Linked DNA regions of Pan troglodytes: region 2 is linked to region 1. The links are chromatin contacts, called in public HiChIP or PLAC-seq maps. All regions are on one chromosome and are shown on one strand. Each heading gives the region's core, a stretch centred on a gene start, on an enhancer-like site or on the middle of the called end of the contact. The rest is flanking DNA. Distances are from core to core; before and after follow the strand shown. Region 1 holds the start of ADGRA2 (adhesion G protein-coupled receptor A2). Region 2 holds the start of LSM1 (LSM1 homolog, mRNA degradation associated).

Region 1 (5,358 bases), core at 2,062-4,561:
AGGCAAACTTCTTTCGAGAGGGAGACAGCAGATATGAGCCCCTAGACTCTTAGGGGAATAAGGTCTCATAGAGTCCGGTAGATTATATTCTTGCCCAGATTAAACAGACTCTTTCGGAAAGTCCCCTCTCCCTTGCTCTGGTCGGAATTAATTCAGTCTTGTCTCTGTGATCGCCACTGAACAGCTTATCACCTCTGATCAAGGTGTGTTTAATTGGTCAGGCTCCCTAGCAGATTTTTTGAGGTCTGGAACTAAATTCGAGTCATTCTCCTATCTCAAACAAACCTCAAAACAAAAAGATTTTGATGTGGGCAATTCATTCACTCCTCACTGCACCTCTGAGGAGAGGTCTGCAGGAAGCTTCCCAGGGGAAGGTCTCCCTGTGGCTCAGAGAAGAAAGCACTTAAAAAGGAACCATGGCCGGGCACGGTATACTAGAAATAAGAAGAAAAAAGGATTAAAACATGCTCATGGCAGGTCGCGGTGGCTCACTCCTATAATCCCAGGACTTTGGGAGGCCAAGGCGAGTGGATCACCTGAGGTCAGGAGTTTGAGACCAGCCTGGCCAACATGGTGAAACCCTGTCTCTACTAAAAATACAAAAATTAGCCAGGCATGGTGGCAGGCGCCTGTAATCCCAGCTACTTGGGAGGCTGTGACAGGAGAATCACTTGAACCCAGGAGGTAGAGGTTGCAGTGAGCTGAGATTGTGCCACTGCACTCCAGCATGGGTGACAGAGCTAGACTCCATCACAAACAAACAAACAAACAGACAAACATGCTCATGGCCAGGCATGGTGGCTCACACCTGTAATCCCAGCACTTTGGGAGGCCAAGTCAGGCAGATTGCTGGAGTCCAGGAGTTTGAGACCAGCCTGGGCAACATGGCGAGATCCCCATCTCTACAAAACATTCAAAAAAATTAGTTGCATGCAATAACAAACCTGTAGTTCCAGCTACTTGGGAGGTGGAGGTGGGAGGATTGAACCCAGGAGATCGAGGCTGCAGTGTTCCTGCCACTGCACTCCAGCCTGGGTGACAGAGAGAGACCTTGTCTCACACATACACAAAAAAAGGAATCAGAAAGTAAGTTCCTACCCTTGGACTCTAGTCTCAGTGACTCAGTTTCTTCATCCATACTTGCAAAATAAGAAAGTAACCTCCACTTCATCACCTCCCTGGGTGGGTAAGAAGTCAAATGTGGTGACCCTCAGGACAGTCCAGTGTTTTGTAGATGTCTCCATCAGACATTTCATTCCTAGTGGTGGGGAAGCCTCGCCTCATTAAATGGCCTTTGGCCTCTGTTCAGCCTCCAGGAGTGGGTGTTCCAGTAGAATTCTTCTTTAGACTTTGAGTGTCTTCATTTAGCCAAAGGAAATCACAGAAAAGCTATATGACCCAGGCCAGAGATCTCAGAGTCTTCCTTGCCTGTGAGCAGGAGGGCTGCACAGCCCTGCCTATGGGCTGTGGCTCTGCTGTCAGCTCTTTCCTGAGGAATGCAGCCTGGGCCACCGCCTGTGAGGGCTCCTGCTGGGGGAGTCCATTCCCCTTCTCCCTTCCTCCATTTGCAATCACTATTTATTTATCTTTGGAAGTTCAAGGAACCAGAGAGCCTGCAACTGGGGGAGATCTGTGGAGCCAGGGAGGGAAAGTGAAGAAGCCAACATCTAGGCCCCTGCCTGCCGCCAACGCCAACGGGCAAGAGAGAAAAGCCATTCCCTGCATAGTCAGGGTAGACTTGGCTGACAGGCACAGGGGCCCTAGAAAAGGCACCACCGCACACCAGCAGGGCTAAGCTCACTAAAGAATGTGGCATTCACCTTGGGGACCGCTTGGGTGGTAGAGTGAAGGAGGGGGAACGGGAGTCCTGCCCCATCCCGGCAGCTCTATTAAGCAACAGAAAGGTGAGCTTCTGTGGGGAAACAGAGGAAGCAGACCCCTGGGCTGCACTTCTTACTGCCTGTCCCCAGCCCTGGTTCCGGTGTACTGCAGGCCGTTTTTTTTTTTTTTTTTTAATTAATTTATTTATTTATTGAGACGGAGTCTCACTTTGTCACTAGGCTGCAGTGCAGTGGCACGCTCTCAGCTCACTGCAACCTCCGCCTCCTGGGTTCAAGCAATTCTCGTGCCTCAGCCTCCCAAGTAGCTGGGATTACAGGCGCCCACGACGACGCCCGGATAATTTTTGTATATTTAGTACAGACAGGGTTTCATCATGTTGGCCAGGTGGATCTCAAACTCCTCACCTCAAGTGATCCGCCCGTCTCGGCCTCGAAAAGTGCTGGGATTACAGGTGTCAGCCACCACGCCCGGCCTGCAGGCAGCTTTATACCCACCACTAGTTGTCAAGGTCACCCCTGCCACCACCAGTCCTCTGCCTTTGGAAACCATGTGCCCCTCCCCCCCACCACACTCTCTTATTCTAATGCCACGATTTACTGGGCATCTAATGCCACTCTATAAACTGGGGAGCAGGCAGAGCCCCATTTCAACCCCAGAGATCTGCTACCCCAGCAAGCTAGGGGCTGTGTCCAAGGTCAGACAGTAGTAAGAGGCAGAGCCGAGTCTGGAATAGGGGTCTCCAGACTCACTGCGCAGTGCTCTTTCCACACCCTGCTGCAAAGCCCTGCTCCTTCTCATCTACTTTTCCCTTGTCCCACTCACTGTCCCCGAAACACACACACACAGACACACACACACACAGCGTTGTGGAAAATGTAGGAGGCCCAGTCTAGCCTCTAGCCTTGTCTGCCTTGGCCTTTGACCTCTCCTTGGCCGAATGACATGCACCCCCCGCTGAGCGAGGTCACCGCAGCGGAGGAGGGTCTGCTGCCTCCTTGTCTCGGCTGCCATCCTCCTGCGGCTGCCTCCACCGGAGCTGGAAGGAGAGTGAGAGACGACTTCCACACTGATCATCGTGTCAGGGGCCAAAGGAAACCTCGGAGCCTTCCACCAATTTCAACCCAAAACAGGGCGCCCCAGACGTCTCTGTCCAAGTCCGCGGGTCCAGGAGGGCCCCAGCAGCCTGGAGACGCAAGCTGCACCAGCACGGACAAGGGAAATTTTGTGGAAGGTGGTGGTGGTCGGCTCAGAGGTCTGAGATGGGTTGCGGAAAGGAAGGGTCCTGGCCCGGGGCGCGGGGACAAGCGGGAGAGGAGTGTTGGTGCAGGGCGGGCGCGGGGACGCAGGGTCCTCGAGCCAGCTGGCCCGCCCCCACTCGGCAGAGGGCCTCGGCCTGGCCCCGTGTCGGTCGGCGCTAGGGCCCCGCGGAAGGCCCGGGCGGGCGGGGACCGGCGGCGGGAGCGGCGCGGCGCGGAGCTGCCTCCATCCATGGCACGGAGCGGCGGCGGCGGCGGCAGCAGGAGCCCGGCGCGATCCGCTAGGTCCCAGCCCAGCGCCCAGCGAGCAGGCGACGCGGAGGGGCCGGGCCTCCAGTGTCCCGAGGGCCGGGCGCTGAGACTCGGGCCGCGCAGCTGGGAGCTGCCCGCGCTGCGCTGACAGCCGCGCCGACGTCCTCCCCGCCGGGGCGCTCGCCGGACATGCCCCCGGGGCGCGGCGGCGGGGACCCCGGGGCTCGCCTCCGCCCAGGGCCCCCCTCCACGCCCTCGGGCGCCCCGGGCCCCCGCTGAGCAGTCCTCCCGCACGCCTGGGTCCCTCCGGCCGGCACGCAGCCCGGCCCCAGCGCTGTGGGTCCCCGCGGGGCGATGGGTTGATGGGCCCCGGGGGACGCAGGATGCGGGGGGCGCCCGCGCGCCTGCTGCTGCCGCTGCTGCCGTGGCTCCTGCTGCTCCTGGCGCCCGAGGCTCGGGGCGCGCCCGGCTGCCCGCTACCCATCCGCAGCTGCAAGTGCTCGGGGGAGCGGCCCAAGGGGCTGAGCGGCGGCGTCCCTGGCCCGGCTCGGCGGAGGGTGGTGTGCAGCGGCGGGGACCTCCCGGAGCCTCCCGAGCCCGGCCTTCTGCCTAACGGCACCGTTACCCTGTAAGTACCCTACCAGGCCAGTTCCGTCCGAGCCGGGACTGGGGACGAAGGGAGGCGAGACGGGAGGGGTGGGAGCAGGGGGAAGGGGGCTATCCCCCCACTTCAGAGATTTCTGGACAGGCCTGGGTTCAGGCGCCCAGAGGGGAAGATTGGAGGAGCAGGGGAGAGACTGGGGCTCCAGGAGCGTGGAGGCGGGAAGGGGCTGCGGGGGACAGGCGCACCCCAGAGAAAGGCACCGCAGGCGCCCACTCACCTGCACAGGTGAAGTGGAGAGCACGCCTGCAGGGCACCCACGCCCCGGATTTCCAGCCTGGACTAGGGTTGCGGACTTTGGGGACCTGAGAAGGGTGAGAGCGGGGAATGCTCAGGAAAGATCGACGCTCGTGGCCCAGGAGGGGGCTGTGGTCCTAACCACTACGGACGCGTCCCGGACTGGGCTGGAGGAGTCTCCGGATTTACCTGGCTGGCCTTGTCCCTTCAATTGGGGTCATCCCATCCATGCCCCCTGGCCTGCCAGCGCCGCTTCCAGCCGGTCTCCTTAGGGCAAGGGGAGGCTGGGCTCAGAAAAGTCGGCCCTTGGAATACCGGCGCTCCTGGGCTGCAGGAGACCCTGGCGTCCCCATCCCTCTAGAGGCCCCTCTCCCACGGCGGCGTTTGTGCAGTGAGCTCTGTGCTGGGTCCCGCGTCCTTGCCTCTCCTTTGCCTCCCCTGGAAGTAACTCGAGCTTTGGCTGTTTCTCCATTGACTTCGCGCAAAGATTGCGAAGAAAGAAACGCGGCCGGGGAAGCGGGGTTCCCTCACCGCAGCCCACCCGGGCCTCCTTCCGCGACTTCCCTCTTAGTCAGGGCCTCAGTACGCCTTTGCTTTGCTGGCAGCGAGCGCTGCAGCGCCGCAGCCCGACCCCAAGCCTCCTACAAGGGGGTCGCAAGTCTCAGCAGCCGCGCGAGCATTGGCGACCCCTCCCCACCGCAGAGATTTCCTGCGCCGACCACGTGCTCGCAGCTCCACGCACGCCGTGGATTTGAGGGTCGGGCCCCCGCGGCCGCCGCTTCCTTTCCTGTCCCAAATCCAGCCTAAGAGCCGCTTCCCTTTCCCTGTCCTCCTGACCCCAGTGGCAACCGTTTCTCCACTGCCCCTTGCCCGGAGTCGGGGCTGGCCCAGTCTTTTCGATTGTGTCCAGAACAATACAGTAACGCCTCTGGTTGGGTGAGTTCAGAGGCTGCCCGCTTCCTGACAGGACACAACTGGTCAGCCTCTGACGCTGGCCGCCCGGCCTGCATTTTCCCCGGCCCGGGTGTGTGTGTGCATGTGTGTGCCTTAGGGGTGGAGGCGGTGTGTCTGCTCGCTGCCGCCTCCCTGCTGCTCAGGGTAAGGCTGTGG
Region 2 (5,111 bases), core at 1,591-4,090, 380 kb after region 1:
TCTAAAGTGCTATCAGGACACTTACATAGAAACACACGCAGATAGTTGGAAACAGTAAGACTGGAAAACCAAAGACATCAAGATTAGAGAAAGCAATTTTGGATAAATCTACAAAGAGGTGATATAAAAAACTAAAGTACAGGAGATCTACTAAAGATTTAAAGAAGTAGGCCACATGTAATCCAAGTGACCATCTATTTTGGAGAACAGTAAGAGCCAGAGAAGTAAGAAAATCACCAAGTACCAGTTGTTAGAGAAATCAAGAGAAGAGAATTAAAGAATCTGGTGGGGAGAGTATCACAGTGCTGCAAAGGGGAGAGAACACAGAAGAAGACCTTAGACGAATAACTTTGAAGAATGCAGCTTGAGTAATTTCAGGATAAAAATTAGATTGCAGGAGTAATGTAAGTAGTCTATTGAAGGTGATCAAGAAACAGACAAAATGAAAATGACTCGAGGTTTGGGGATAAAGATATGAAAAAAGGGATGGGAATATGAAGAGAACGGAGAAAATATTTGAGATGGATAGACAGCAACACATGAGGGGAAGAACGCAGGGGTTGGGGAGACAGAGGATATAAAAGAAAAAGGCTAACAACGAAAAAAGGTTCCAGAAGCAGTGAGAGGAGACAGTAACAACAGACAGACAAAAAGGGAGGAATCCTTCCTACTCAAATTAAAGGATGGGTGAAAATACAGAAACACAAGGAGGAAACTGTGTGTTAGGGTTGGGGAGCAAAGGGTGCATATCAAATGGCTTCAAAGTTTTAATAAAGTAGGGGGTCTGGAATCTACAAAGAGGTAGGGGTTAGAGGGCCAAAGAGCAAAACTGATTTTTAGTAAAATGGCAGGATGTGTTAGAGGATATATAAGGAGAGATGAGGGCAAAAGAGCATCCTCGAGCAACTAAAACATCCTGTTACACTTAACAGGTTCATATAGATGTTAATATATATTTAGTCCAATTACACTACATTTCCCTTACATAGCACAATAAGTAATTTGTGTTTTAAAAAATGATCTGTCGGCCGGAGGCGGTGGCTCACGCCTGTAATCCCAGCACTCTGGGAGGCCGAGGTGGGTGGATCACCTGAGGTCAGGAGTTGGAGACCATACTGCCCAGCATGGCGAAACCTCGTCTCTACCAAAAAATGCAAAAATTAGCTGGGCGTGCTGGCAGGCGCCTGCAATCCCAGTTACTTGGGAGGCTGAGGCACAAGAATGGTTTAAACCCGGGAGGTGGAGGTTCCAGTGAGTCAAGATCGCGCCACTGCACACTACAGCCTGGGCGACAGAGCAAGACTCTGTCTCAAAAAAAAAAAAAAGAAAAAAAGAAAAAAGATCTGTCAACCATAAAATGATTTTTTTTTTTTTTTTTTTGAGACGGAGTCTTGCTCTGTCGCTCAGGCTGGAGTGCAATGGTGCGATCTCGGCTCACTGCAACCTTCTCCTCCCGGGTTCAAGCGATTCTCCCGCCTCAGCCTCCCGAGTAGCTGGGATTACAGGCATCGCCATCGTGCCCAGCTAATTGTAGGAACGGGGTTTCACCATGTTGGCTAGGCTGGTCTTGAACTCCCGACCTCAGGCGATCTGCCCGCCTCGGCCCCCCAAAGTGCTGGGATTACAGGCGTGAGCCACCGCGCCAGGCCCGTAAAATGAAATTTTAACCATAGATTCTAAACTGCGTATTCACAGAGTAACTGAGACGATTGCAGCTTGTTTAAAACTATGTGTAAATCATCTTGAAACAAGTTAATGAGAAAGATCACATGATTAAAACAATAAAAAATGTTGCTTGAGGAATAATGCACAGACGGAATTTAGAAAAAAGGAAAGCCAGAACAACTGCAGACGGTTCTTTTCGCTTTTGTATAGGACTGAGCTCCTCTTCCGGACAAAAACCAGGAATAAGGGAGGTCTTCTTAGTAAAAGCAAAAGTAAATTGTCTTAAAAAAAAAAAAAAAAAAAGGTTGCAAGTGATTTGGTCTTTCCAGAAAAGTCAATACCATGTCTAACAGTGGTCTCTACTACAATAACCTGAAGGTGCTAATGACCCTCACAGTAAAATAAGCCAGCAAATGGCCACACCGTAGAGCGCCTACATTTACTGCCAATTAAGTCCAACTGCCGCTGTCTTAATATTTTCGCTTTTTAATGAATCCTCTCTCTAGGTATTCCGATCCATCCACCGGTAACACGCTGATACTTCGAAATACTGCAGGCAGGAGTGGACGGGGGAGAAGCCCCCCCCCTCCCCGGGCTTCTTTCGTGTTCGGGCCTCTGCTGCCGCGACCCACGGAAGCAAGAATGAGTTCCATCGCTTGGGGCTCACCAGCTAGAGGGCTGGCGGAGGCTGCGAGGGGCAGAAGTAGCAGCAGGCTACTGGGTGGGCAAGCGGTGTGTACCGCAGCTGTGGAGGACATCGACGCGGAACGCCCGGATTGAGCTCAGAACACACCGGCCCCGCCCGGGACTCATTCTACAAGCTTCTTCGGAAGAGGCGCCCGCCCGGGAGGAAGGGTCTAACCCCAGGCTCCACCGGGAGGAGATAAACTACTCACTGTCAATGTCCTCGATGAGGCTGGCGGTGCCAGGCATATAGTTCATTTTGAACTGAAATAATGCTGCAATGCACAGCGGCGGGAGGCCAGCGCGTCCAAAACCTCCTCCCTTCTACCGCAGTTGCCGCCTCGGTGGGACCAAGCCCGGAATCCCGACCGAGACCAGCACTTCTGCCCCGGCTTTCAGCCGCCGGGGCCTGCCGGAAGCTCCTCCATATTACCCTTACCCACTTCCTGTAACACGTGCGGGCCCCCAGGAAGAGGCGGGGCAGCCGTACCGTTGGGGGACACCCTTTCCCTGTTCCTGTTAAGTAGGTAAGAGGAATCTCCATTGGATAAATGGCGAGGAAACGTATACTCCCTCTTAAGGAACACGGTGTCTTCCCTCGTCTCCGGGTTCCCGAGACCTCAGAGTCACTGACCTCCGTCCCTCAGCTTTCGGGGTTCCGCAGCAGAAGGGGCGGGCCCGGGCCTGGGATTGGCTGGCGTCGTCCGACCCCCTTCGCTGCTCTCCATTCGCAATCGCCCGCGGGCGCCTGCGCGATGGGTCGGCCGTGGGGAGGGGGCGGGAAGCGCTTCAGGGCAGCGGATCCCATGTCGGCCCTGAGGCGCTCGGGCTACGGCCCCAGTGACGGTCCGTCCTACGGCCGCTACTACGGGCCTGGGGGTGGAGATGTGCCGGTACACCCACCTCCACCCTTATATCCTCTTCGCCCTGAACCTCCCCAGCCTCCCATTTCCTGGCGGGTGCGCGGGGGCGGCCCGGCGGAGACCACCTGGCTGGGAGAAGGCGGAGGAGGCGATGGCTACTATCCCTCTGGAGGCGCCTGGCCAGAGCCTGGTCGAGCCGGAGGAAGCCACCAGGTAAGCTTTGCACCCTCTGTCCTTGCGGGGAGGTGAGGGCCCTTGGGGCTGGGGTTCGTAAAGGATCGGGTTTCATACTTGTTTTCCTTATGTGGAGGAGGGTGTGTTGCGGGGGGTGTTGGAGAGACCGAGACTAAGATCAGAGGTTGGGGGGACATGCTTGTGTTCCCTTTGCCCCTCCTTTTCTGCTTCGACCCCAAAAAATATGTTTATTACCATTTAAAAAAGAAAGATCCTGCGCGGACTTGCTAAGCTTAGCAGCAGGCTGCAGATCTCTCTCCTGGGAGCGGTGCTGGGTAGGGGTGGCACGGATCTGCTGCTCCAGCTCTAGCAATTTATCCTGCGTGGCTGGCAGGCCGGCTCTCCCGGGGAAGGGAAGTGGCTGCAGCCCCCGATGCCGCTCAGGGACCCTCCCGAGGGGAAGGAACCTTTGCGAGGAGGAGGGATCTGGGCATTTAGCTGTTTGCCCCTAATGCCTTGCCTGAGATCGAATCATGAATAATCAGTGTTGTAAAGTACCTTTACGCGGATTGACTGATTTAATTTTCACGGCGACTGCAAGGTAAAATGGCATTACAGCGGCCCCTTTTTTTTTTTTCGAATAAGGAACCGGGGCTCTGCGAGGTTAACTCACTTGCCTAATACACTTGGACCTGCAACATTTTATTCTCCGTTTTCCTGCCGGACATATACTTCTGCTTTGTTAATACAGTCTTCTGGGTAGTGGGTTGTCGTTCTGCGGTGGCAGCATACCTCTGTTCGTTCAAGAATTATCCTCATTTGTTGAAAATGTAATAGTGAAATTCTCGTACATTGCTGGTGGGGATGTAAAATGGTGGAAAATAGTTTGGTAGTTCCTCAAAACAGTAAGCATTAGAATTAGTCTATGACCCAGCAAGCCCACTCCTGGCTATATACCCAAGAAAACTGATAACGTATGTTCACATAAAGCTTGTCCGCCCATGTTCATAGCATCATTATTCATAATCGCCAAAAAGTAGAAATGTCGTTTTTTGTTTTTTTTTTTTTTGAGTTGGAGTCTCGCTCTGTTGCCCAGGCTGGAGTGCAGTGGTGCCATCTCGGCTCACTGCAACCTCCGCCTCCCGGTTTAAGCGATTCTCCTGCCTCAGCCTCTCGAGTAGCTAGGATTACAGGCGCCGGCCATCACACCCGGCTAATTTTTGTATTTTTAGTACAGACGGGGTTTCGCCATGTTGGCCAGGATGGTCTTGAACTCCTGACCTCAAGTGATCCCCCTTTCCCCTGCCCCTCGGCCTCCCGAAGTGTTGGGATTACAGGCGTGAGCCACTGCGCTCGGCCCCAAATGTCATTTTATTATTTGAGTTATAAAGTGAGTGAACCTCTTGGAGCCCTGGTTCTTTATTCGAATACAGGAATGTGGTAAGGACATAACGACTGATGCATCGATAAACAAAATATGGTGTTAATATATTCATTCAATGGAGTATTATTTGACCTTAGAAAGGAATGAACTGCTGATGCGTGCTACAATGTGAATGAACCTTGAAAACATCACACTACGTGAGCTAAGTCAGTCAGAAAGACTGCATATTGTGTGATTCCATTTATATGAAATGGCCAGAGTAGGTAAATCTAGAGACAGAAAGCTTAATGGTTGCCAGAGGTTGGGGGACTGGCAGTGTAGGTGAGAATATTCTTTTTGGG

Evidence for each region. HiChIP or PLAC-seq counts read pairs in DNA pulled down with a chosen protein or histone mark.
Region 2: an H3K4me3 HiChIP or PLAC-seq map of stem cell-derived excitatory neurons shows a contact between it and region 1, with 2.9 times the contacts expected there. The contact joins the promoter of LSM1 here to the promoter of ADGRA2 in region 1.

What each region holds. Positions count from the first base shown.
Region 1 is chr7:46,194,007-46,199,364 of NHGRI_mPanTro3-v2.0_pri, forward strand. ADGRA2 (adhesion G protein-coupled receptor A2) reads left to right here and starts at 3,312. Exons shown (of 19, transcript XM_016959331.4): 1 at 3,312-3,978. The coding sequence starts at 3,713.
Region 2 is chr7:46,574,586-46,579,696 of NHGRI_mPanTro3-v2.0_pri, forward strand. It overlaps LSM1 (LSM1 homolog, mRNA degradation associated), which reads right to left and starts at 2,841. Exons shown (of 4, transcript XM_001170479.8): 1 at 2,562-2,841. The coding sequence starts at 2,607. BAG4 (BAG cochaperone 4) reads left to right here and starts at 2,901. Exons shown (of 5, transcript XM_519710.8): 1 at 2,901-3,425. The coding sequence starts at 2,901.